2 separate regions of the Mus musculus genome follow, and region 2 is linked to region 1. The links are chromatin contacts, called in public HiChIP or PLAC-seq maps. All regions are on one chromosome and are shown on one strand. The core of a region is the stretch at or near the end of the contact, and the rest is flanking DNA. Distances in the headings are between cores, read along the strand shown.

The links. HiChIP or PLAC-seq counts read pairs in DNA pulled down with a chosen protein or histone mark.
Region 2: a contact with region 1 is called in a RAD21 HiChIP or PLAC-seq map of pro-B cells, with 2.8 times the contacts expected there. The contact joins two enhancer-like sites. A contact is called at or near these places in 2 of 15 datasets of contacts at CTCF or cohesin (large pre-B cells and pro-B cells) and 1 of 484 Hi-C or Micro-C datasets (trophoblast stem cells).

The regions. Positions count from the first base shown.
Region 1 is chr11:82,238,379-82,243,629 of GRCm38.p6, forward strand. No RefSeq gene overlaps it. Among named protein-coding and RNA genes, the nearest start is that of Ccl1, 61 kb to the left of the region's middle. Within about 2 kb of position 1,278, at least 9 of the 459 cell types and tissues checked have an H3K27ac peak or open chromatin away from gene starts, as enhancers often do. A contact at or near this core is called in pro-B cells, where this site is marked.
Region 2 is chr11:82,344,127-82,350,100 of GRCm38.p6, forward strand. No RefSeq gene overlaps it. Among named protein-coding and RNA genes, the nearest start is that of Gm38577, 40 kb to the right of the region's middle. Within about 2 kb of position 1,880, at least 3 of the 459 cell types and tissues checked have an H3K27ac peak or open chromatin away from gene starts, as enhancers often do. A contact at or near this core is called in pro-B cells, where this site is marked.

The DNA.
Region 1 (5,251 bases), core at 28-2,527:
CAGGACACCTTCAACAACTTCCTTGTTTACACTCATGTTTGCTTCCCTGTTTCGCCGAGGCAAAGCTCCTCGAAGACAGAAATTCAAACTTCTGCATGCATCCTGCCTGACAGGGAAGGGGATGCTCATTTGTTTCCAGGTTAATAAACTTGAAGTGAAAAGAGGTTTTACTGAGGAGCTGGGAGGGCACACTATGTGCATGACTGTGGGAGCTATGAGGGCACACTATGCACATGACTATTTATCAGTTGGCTGCTGATACAAAACAACCACAAGTCCCCAGTGGTTTGTATCAATGAGTATTTGGTATCTAGGGTATATTCAACCAAGCTGACTTGGAACTGATCTAAATTCAGCTGTGCAATTATCCACTGGGCCACAGTAGCTAAGCAGCCCCGTCCCCCCCCCCCCCACTAAAGCAGTGGTTCTCAACCACTTGAGAGATCCTCTCAGCCTCTCTCACTTGAGAGAGCTCACAGTCCCTTGGAGAGGATCAAATAACTCTATCCTAGGGGTGGCTTAAGACCACCAGAAAACATATTGTTTACATTAGGACTCATAACAAGAAGCAAAATTATAGCTATGAAGGAGCAACAAAAATAATTGTATGGTTTTTGTGGTTGGGGGTCACCATGATGTGAGGAGCTATATTAGAGTTGCAGCATTAGGAAGACTGAGGACCACTACTTTAGAGGATGGAGCTGGAGCTCCTATCCTCTACCCCAGACGGTGGGCTGGCCAGGACATAGGCATCGCACAGCAGTGAAGGGGAACAAGAGGGATGCCTGGCCACATAAACCCACGTCATGCCCATGTTTGTGTGGCATTGCTAATATATTGCAGACCAGGACTTGAAAAGCCCAGTGGGGAAGCCTGGAAGCCTGGTCCTCACACAGCAGAGCCATAGAAGGGAGCAGGTAGGGTGCTCAGAGAAGGGACCAAGGTTTTGACTGACCACGTGGGGTTCCCATCACACGGCACAGGACCCCAGAGTGATGAGGCCCCGGGAGGGATGGGATCAGAACTGTTCAGTTCTACACACTTTATTCAACTTCACCCTGACCCAGTAAAAGGAACACCTGCATTAACTACCCAGCAGCAGGGACAGGAAATGATGTGAGCCCTTGAGTGACAGCCCAGAAGGCAAGCTGAGGGTCAGAGCTAAGGCTGAGGAACAGAGTAAAGTCAACTTTGGACACCTGCTCGCTCTAGGTAAGGGTGACGTGGGGGTGGGGACAGACCAGTGTCTCTTCCTGCTGGTGACTCTTTCCTGTCCCCACCCTCCTGAGAGTGTCATTGCTGGTCAACCTCTACCCACTTCTTTCTCCTCAGTGTGGAAACTCTGAAACCTTCCCTCTGAACCTCGAGTCAGTCAGTGCCATTAAAAACACCAACGCTTTGGGGCAGAGGTGTGACTAGAAGGAGGTGGCTGGCAGGTAGGAGACTCTCTCTCCATAAAGCCTGGAACCAGATACTGAGAGTTAGCCAGTATAGCTGGATAATACAAAAGAGCCTTTATTGGGATCAGAAATGCATGGGTTCCAATCATGCTCCCCCCACCCCACCCCCATTGGCAAGTTGAATAACTAAGGCAACACATGAACTCTCTGATCCTCCAAGTTCTTGTATGTAAAATGGGTTATCATAACCTTGTGCAGTGCTGTGAGGGGTGCCCCAAAAGCTAGAAGAACATACCTGTAAGGCACCCAGCATGGTGCAAGGGCCAACACAGGACCTCAACATGGGCAACATATTGGCTACTTTCCTTTTGCGTGTTTTTGAGGCTCAACTGTGGATTCTCTCTGTGTGTCTGTCTCCCTCTCTGTCTCTGTCTGTCTGTCCAGCGCTCTTTCTGTCTCTGTCTCTGTCTCTGTCTCTGTCTGTCTCTGTCTCTCTGTCTCTGTGTGTGTGTGTGTGTGTGTGTGTGTGTGTGTGTGTGTGTATGTGTGTGTTAGGAATCTTCAAGGCCTTGCTACCTCCAAACCCGCCCCCAAAATGCATATAGTTAAAATACCTGCCAAGGATTTAATAACTTCATCAACTAATTCTCTCCAGATCCAAGGTCTATATCCGGCCAGGGCGGTTTGAAGCCCACAGACATGACCCAATTGTTCTAAGAATCCACCCCTCCCCTTCATCAGCTCTACAGACAAGGCTCCTGTCCATTTCCAATTACCCATCCCTCGGAATTTTTTTTTTCTTCTTTTCCTTGTTAAAGACCAATTTTACAAAGCACTTCAGCGGCTCAGCCGTTTTTATCATCATCATTAATTTTATTTCCCTTCTCATTTATTAATGGGCCAGGCAGCTTTCAAGTATCTCTCTTGCCCTGGTGTATTTGTGAAATGCCCTTCTCATTCCCTCTGGCGGTCCTGGGGCTCTCCACAGCCTGCATTTCTTCCCTTGGCTGCCCTTCTGTCTCCCCGAAGCCTTTGCTGACTCCAGATCTTTCTTGCTGGGCACCCGCCTATCTTCTGCCACCCGCCATATCTCCCTCTCTATGCTTAGTGCAGGTCTGGCCCCGGGAGGTCTCTCTACTAGGGCTCACAGGGCTCCATCCATAACTGGGGTGCCAGTTAAGCTGCACACACTCTGGAAGCAGAGGGACCCACTTTGTCCATCCTGGCAGTCAGAAGGAAGAAAGCAGAGGCCCACAGATTCTCTCTGCACACTACCACCTTTTTCCAGTACCTCTAAGAAAACTCCATGAGGAGCCTCCATTCAGGAACTTCTTAAATGGCATGATTGAGATGTGATCAACACAAGAAATTCACCCATTGTAACTGTTTATGCATTACATTCAACATTTTCGGGGGCAGCCTACATGAAAGAACTTGGAAGAGGGAAGCCTTGCTTTTTGCTTGCTTGCTCCCATTCTCACTGCAAGAACGTTTATCCTGAGAGATCCTTTCATCTGTATCTGAACTAAAGACTTTGGATCCCAATGTAGACTGGAGACTGGCAGCTCTTTAGGGATCCTCCAGGACTCCAAGGCCTGACTGGAACTGCTGAGACATCCATCTTCAGAGCGTTGACCACTACCAGATTTTCAGGCTTTCTGGGGGTGAGACCTCCATGGCAGACTACATGGACCATAGCCTGTAAACCAGTCTGTATAAGTGCCTTTTTGTTTTTCATTCAACCAGTCCTGTTCCTTTAGAACCCTGATGAATGCAATACCCACAACTTTCCTCTTGCTTCCATACATATGTACACACATTTGCACGTTTCTTTTTAGATCACACACACAAGTATATGTGGGCACTAACAATAGTCAGTCAATGAGAAAAAGCAACAAAGTGTAGACGGATGTTCATGATGATGAGGGCTTAAACCAGTGGTTCTCGACCTTCCTAAAACTCCAGCCCTTTAATATAGCTCCTCACACTGTGGTGACCTCCAACCATAAAATACTTTTGTTTCCACTTCATATCTGTAACTTTGCTACTCTTGTGACTCGTAACATAAACATCTGTGTTTTCCAATGGTCTTAGAGAAGCCCTGTGAAAGGCTCATTCAGTACTCAAAATGGTCATGTTACAGGAGGACACAACAGTTGTGACAAAAGCCCTGAGAGGTGACATGGAGATCCTCCATGGAGGCCTGGCAAGAAACCAGGTCAGAAAATAAGGCAGAGGTCAGAAAGGGCAAGAGGTCAGTGCTTGCTTGTCTTTATAGGTCAGTGTGTGTGTGTGTGTGTGTGTGTGTGTGTGTGTGTGTGTGTGTAACAGAGGGGGTAAATCATTGAAGGGTGCTTGGGACAGATTAATGACACGAGGTGGCCTTCATATTAACAGGGTCGTCACTGTGTCAGGATAGGCCTGGCAGGAGACCCACATGAATATGCCTCTGGAATAGCTAAGCACAGAAACTGCCTACAGCCTGGAGGCCTAAGCAGCCCCTCTCCCCTAGCTCCCTCCTGGAGATTTAAAGCCATTCTAAGGTAGCCACCCAACTTGGCCCAGAGCAGTAGTTCTCAACCTGTGGGTTGTGACCACTTCAGGGGGTTGAACAACCCTTTCACAGGAGTCAGCTAGGTAACCAACAGGCATTCACATTGCAGTTCACAACAGTAACAACCTTACAGCAATGAAGTCCAAAATCATCTTACGGTTGGGGGTCACCATAGAAGGAACAACTGTGTATTAAAGAACTGCAGCATTAAGACAGTTGAGAGACACTGGCCTAGAAGAAGAGGCAAGGTCTTCCTCCTCAGAGTATGCCTTGTCAGTTCTCCAACTCCACGGAGAACGAACCACAAAGAGGAGTTTCCTGCTATGCGTCCATAAGCATAGCTAGGCACTGCACTGTGTCCTCTGCCCTAGTCTCCTCCCAATGTGTTTGTCTTAAGTAACATGCTAAGGACAGGGCCCTGATAACACACATATATGCTCATGTGTGCATGTGTGTGCGTGTGTGCTTAGCCTATTATCTGACGGTAATTTGTTACTGCATGGGAAGATGCTACACCTGGGTCTCTGCTCACCCTCCCCTTCCCCTGAGACCAAGAGAGTCAAGAATTCCACCTATCACACCGCAGCCACCCTTCTATGTGTGGGATATCGGAAGGGAGACAAGGAGAAGGTTTCGGAAGAGAAGCTCAAGTTCACTCCACAGCAACATTCTCTAGACAAGAGGGATGCAGGCTCCTTGATTTACCCGATAGAACCTGGGTCAAAGCAAGGGCAGTCTTAGTTGCTTTTCGAGCTGCTATGATATGCCCTGACAAAGCCAACATAAGGAAGGAAGGGTTCCCTTCAGCTCACAGTTGGAGGCTACAGTCTACCATGACAGGAAGCCACAGTGGCTGGAGCTTGAGGCAGCTGGCCACATTGCATCTGCAGTCAAGAAAAGAGGAATAATAAATGCTTATCCACAGCTCATGCTCTCTTCCTATACAGCCCCAGATCCCAGGCCAGGGAATGGTGCCACCCACAGTGGGCTTGTCTTTCCACCTTCATTAGCTTGCTCAACAGGATCCCCCATAAGCATGCCTACAAAACATGTCTCCCAGGTGACTACAGATCCTATTGAGTGCAGAATTTAGATTAGCCATCACAGCAAGAATAGGTCATTTTGTTCCGTCTTCTATTCTGCAGCAGCAGGAGCACAGCCAAACATTTGTTGGGACATAGGACACTGCTCTCTGCTCCCAGGCTGCGGCCTTAGGTCCACTCACCATACAAGTTACCAAGCTTCACCCTCGTGACCACTATCATTGTGAATTCCCAACACTCGTTTCTCCTACTGC
Region 2 (5,974 bases), core at 630-3,129, 110 kb after region 1:
CTTGATTGGCTCCGAACCGCCTGGAAGACCTGCAGTGACTGACGTTTCACAAGGCTGTTAAATAAAGAGGATGGGGGAGGGGGTGTCCTGTGAGGTTGCACTGTATGCATTAGCTATGAAAATGTCCCTTTAAAGTTTGCCTCCATTGAGAAATGGAGACATGGCTTGGCTGTTAAAAGCACATAGTTCTCAATAGAGGAACAGAGTTTAGGTTCCAGCGTCCGTCTGTATCTAGGGGCTTACAATGGCCTACAACCTCAGCTCCAGGTGATCTAGCATCTTTGAAAACATACTTACCATATGCATATACAGCATACCTACATACACACACACATTCATGCACACATGCGCACATACAAGCACACACAGTGATAATATAATTATTTTTATTGTTAATAAAAAATAATAAAAATAAATCCTTAGAAAATAAACATTTAAAAACCACCACACCGTCTGAACACATTCCATAATGGTCCGGCTTATGATGTAAGATTCAAAAGGATATGCTCACACGGCCTTATGTGGTTCTATCCTAGCACACCCCATTCCTACTCAAATCCTCAAGAGATGTGGGTAATCCTACTGCAGGCCCAAAATGTTCTAAAGCAAACAGGCAGATCATTTTTCCTGTGTGCATTAATAATTTAGGCTTCACACCAAGTTTCCAAACTGGATTGAAACTGGATTGGCTTGCGGGGGCTAAAGTGGAAATGCCTCAGACCCATATACTTTAAAGGAAACTTCTTTTAATTAGTTTTCTTTGAACATAGCACAAAGGTCTTGTTTGACAGCAAGGCCATTTCTTACCATCTCGAAATTGCTTCCATGTTTATCGGTGACATTGGTTTTCACTTTGGAAATAAGACCGTGACTGCACAAGCCAGCAGGGTCACATGATTGCTGTTTCTTCCCTAGAGGCCTGTGTCATCTCTCTGGTCTGAAGCCCAACCTGAGGATCAAAGTCATGGGACAAAGGGAAAACAGAGTCATTGTCAGAACTGTCTTCTTCTAGTGTGGCCCTGGCAAGGTGCCAGCGTCAGTGTCCTGGTCTCTGAGATGGGAATGCCGAGAGACCACTGTGAGGGACTTCATGAGGTGGTGGCTGTCACCTGGCCAGTGCATAGCACATGATCGTGACTTTAGCAAAGATGGTGATGAGAACCACACTGGGTCCTGTTTGGGTTGGAATGTGGCACATGGTCCCCAACTGGTAGCACTGGTTTTGAAGGGTGAGACCCTTAGGACAGGGGTCCAGCTATACATAGAAGCCAAAAGGCCAAAACTCCCTCAAGAGTACCTGAAGCCTACAGAGGATGGCTAGAGAACTCTGGATCAAATATTTCCACTTTATCCTTCACAAATGTAGGACCAGTAAGGGGACCCCAGCCACAGCAGAAAGATATTGTTTCCTTGGGCATCGATTTCATCTCATCAGGATGGATGTCAGGCAGGGGTGCTGTTTCTGAGAGGCACGAGGGATGAAGGGTTGGGTAAGGGAAGAATCCCAGCAACACTAACTCAGTGCTAGCTGGGAAGGAAGGGGATGGCTCAGGACAAGCCATCAGGAATCATCCCCACTCTCCATACCACCTCCTCATGGGGCGGTGGGAGGGCTGAGTGTGACCCTTGTGGCACAGGAAGTGAGAGCAGACTTCCAGCTCCCTCCTCATCCATCTGAGGAGCCTGCGATTTAATCTGCAAGTGACAGGTTGCTGCAGCTTTGAGTCACAGGGGGCCGTTCTTTTGTTTGTTTATTTCCCTTTGGAAGCCTGTCTGCTCAATAATTCAATTCAACAAGCCCTGCTTAAGCCCGACCTCATTCTACAGGGTTGTGCGGGGCACTGGAGGGGATGGGAAAATAAACATAAATAAGATCTTATTCTTGCTCTCAGGGAACTTCCTGTCTTGCCAAGGAGGGAGTTAGACAACCATCTGGAGCCCTACTCCCTAGAGGAAGACGATGGTCAGTATCAGAAAAGCAAAAACAACTGCCCGGTGTGCCTGGAGTTGCTTATGGGATGTTGACGAATAATATTCAAGTCTGTCTGCTCTGTGACAGGGCTAAGAAAAAAAATCCCAATTTTTTATTAACAAAGAAAACAAAAGCAAAGATTCTGTGTGATGTATGATTGGCAGGGAAAGGCATCAGCAATACCCATGCAGGCCCCTGAGAGGCACCCGCCTCCTCTCTTTCACCATCTCTATACACACATCTCTTACTGGTCAGGTGTCAGGCAAGTCAAGATCAGTACAATAACTGACGTATCCAGGCCAGGAGAAACTGCGACCTCAGAGCCAGGAGCCAGGTGGCAAACTCAAAACTCATTCTCTATAACCGAAGAGAGAGACATACTCTATCCTCCTTCCAAAGCCTTGGTTTTCCCATCTGTACTATGAGCTGCTAAGATGGGATGCGTGAGCTCTCAGTTCTGTTCCTGGTTGTTTTGGGAGGGTTCCCTCAAGGCCTCTGCAAGGATAGGCCCACCACACCCCCACCACAGTCAGCACAGCTCAGCTCTTATCTATATATAAGCCTAGTGTCTGCTTAATGTTTCTCTTTGAAGCCAGGGTTTTGAGGTTAAAAATAAATGGAAAATGACTAGATTGGCTGTCCTCTGAGGCCTGCTTTGGCTTTGACATTCTACTTCCCGTCCTTGAATCTATTTCTTGAGTGCCTACTGGAAGGCAGGCCTGATGCTGGCCTGTGGGGTTTGGCTGAGGTGCAGGGTACCTTCTCAGGCCTTTCTCATAACCTCAGTGTGAGGAATGCTGTCATTCAAGGTGGCTCCTTTCAGAGAAGCCACTGGGAAGTATACGGAGGTAGGAACACTTCCCGAGGGCCTTCACTTGCCCCCAGGCAGGACAGCATCCAAACCACTTCTGAGCAATGGCCTAGTAAGGTTACTCTCCCCAAAGTGAGAGACCACCATTATCTACCACTCCAAACCAGCACCTCAGTCATAAGAACACAAAAACACTGGGAGATATGTTATGGTTTAAATATGAAGCACCCTTTACATGCTCATGTTTTGAACACTTGGTCTCCAGCTGGTGGCTCCATTTGAAAATAGCTATAGAGACTTTGGGAGGTAGTCACTGGCCCTTGGGGATGTGTTATCCTTAGCCACTCCCGGCCTCACTCTCTGCTTTCTGGTTGTGAGCATGGCATGCGCCATATGTTTCCTGGGCCATGATTCCAGCAGCTCCACCACACCTTCCCACCTTGGAGGATTGAAAGCTTTTGAGACCATGAGCCAGAATCAACCTCTTTGAGTTGTTCCCATGAAGAATTAGCCTCACAATCACACAGAAGTAACTAGTGCAGGTGCCCACTCCCATGTGTGGTAACACTGTAACCTTGGCCTTCTGAAGTCCATTGAACACTTGAGAGACCAGAGACTTGGAACTAGGTTGTGACCTGCTCAAGTTCAAGGAACTGAACCTTCTTCCTTTTCCCCCTTGGCTGGAGACCCTCTACAATAGCGGTTCTCAACTTTCCCAATGCTGTAGCCTTTAATACAGTTCCTCATGCTGTGATGACCCCCAATCATAGTTATTTCCACTGCTACTTCATAGCTATGTTTTTTTTTTGCTACTGTAATGAATCATAATGTAAACAGCTGATATGCAGGATTTCTGATATAAAACCCTGTGGAAAGGTCATTGACAGCGCCCCTCCAACGCCTAAAGGGGTCATGACCCACAGGTTGAGAACTAGTGCACTACAATCTTTACTAAATATCTGCCTGTCTCTCCTGCATTCTGCCATGAAGGTCAAAAGAATTGACTATTGGTCCAGGGTGGGGCCAGAGTGTCACACAAAGTCTTGAAGCCAATAAGGTGGCAGCAACAGAAACCCAAGAGGGAACCTTTGAGAAGTAAGGCTGAGATTCCCATTATCCCGCACTTCGTTCCCCCGTGCTTCCTATACCAGCCTGGGCAGGCTACTGTCTCGTACCCAGATTTGGGGTATCCCCTCCAGCCAACAGGTCAAGGTGGGTGTCTATGACTTTGCAAATCACTGGGGCTGAGTGGGAGGGGTGTGTTGACTGGAAAAGATCCACCTCACCAGTACACTGCCCTTTCATAGTGTTCCAGAGATATAAGGAGCCTGCAGACCCTCCTTATAGTGGCTCCTAAAAATGGCTAAAAACTAGCGATCAAACAGACCTGAGGGTTGGTTCTCGGCCCTCCATTTGTTAGCAACTTGACCTGGAGTAAACTGTCAAGTCTCCATCTCAGCCTCTTCTGCTAAATAGTGGATAATAGTACATGGCAAGACTGCCCCCTTCTTTTAAAGATTGCTGTGCGGTTTTAATTCTAGTTTCTGGTTTCCGCTGTGACCCATATGCTCACAGCTGGAGTCACGTGGCTGGAGGAGACCTCCCGTCTCTTCTCTAAGATGAACACTTTCAACAGCTTCGTTAGGACATAAACCACACATCACACAAATCTCCCACTTACAACGCACGCTCCAGTGGCTTTTAGTGTATCCACGGACTTTCCCATTCATCACTACCATCAGTTCCAGATCACTGTCACGACTCCCCTAGAAATCCTCACATCCTAAGCTATCAATTCCCAGGTCCACATCCCCCTACTCCCAGGCCAGCCCTGACCAGTCAGCTGGCACAGAGCAATCTGCTTTTTTCTCTATCAATATGCTTACTCTGGACCATTATATTAATGATACCACACAATATGGGAGCCTTTATGACTGGCTTCTTCCCTTTCGAAAAGTGTTCTCAAGCTTCACCTATATGCCATAACTTATATTAATGTCTTTTCTTTCCTCCTTCCTTTCCTCCCACCCTTGCTTCCTGGCACTAGGCAGCTATACCATATTTTACTTATTCTCCATCATTTGGTAGACAGTTGGGTTATTTTCACTTTCTTCCCTTTGTATGTGTATATCTTCACAAAAGCAAGGTGTGTGTGTGTGTGTGTGTGTGTGTGTGTGTGTGTGTGTGCGCGCGCGCGCGCGCACATGCACACATACAGAGGCCAGGGGTTTATGTTCAGTGCATTACTCTATTGCTTATTGTTGTAAGTCAGGGTCTCCCACTGAACCCAGAGCTTGTCAGCTTGGCTAGACTGGCTAGTGAACCCCAAAGATCCTCATTTCTCTGCTTCCTCATCTGTGAGGCTATAAACATGTACCTCCAAAACAATCTTTCTTGGGGTGAATGTGGATCCTTACGTTTGTGTGACAAGCACGCCACTGAATGAGCCATCATTCAGTGAAATAAGCAATAGACCCTATTTCTGCTTTTTGACTATCGCAATTAATGATATATGAATCTACATTCACAAGTCGTTACTTACAGTTTTGGTTGTGAGCCTAGCCTTTAATGGCTGAGCCGTCTCTCCAGCCTGCAAAAATCGTATGCCATCACTTCTCTTAGCATAGGATCGCAGGGGGGACCAAATGAGGAGCTGCCTTGTGTTTCCTGAAGCAGCTCCGTTGCTCGTTACTCGTTACTCGACGACTTTACTCCCCAAGCCCACCACCCACCCTCCACCCCACCCCCTCTGCTCCTGGTCTCTAGCTCAGAAATTGCCTCACAAGTGGTCAAAAGCAATACCACTTCCTCTTCCCTTGTTTACAAATCTGTATCCTTAACCTCCAGCTTTTGTTAACACTGTGAAAGTCCTCCTGCTGCTCTGGTTCTGGGTTCAGTGCAGAGTTCTTTTCCCTGGTTCCTGTCACATGGTGGACTCAAGGTTCTCCCATCAAAACACTCCTGGGGACCAAAAAGTCATCTTAGGAGGCGCATGACACCTCCCTGGCTTGTTCCTCCCAAAGAGATTGGAAAGAGGTGTTCTTCTCTTGCCTTACACACACACACACACACACACACACACACACACACACACCTCAAGCTACTGGCATCCTGCTCAGCTGTATGGTCCAGGAGCTCTTGGACCAGCTTACATCCTCACATCCAATCAGGTAGACATTGATGGCTTGGCA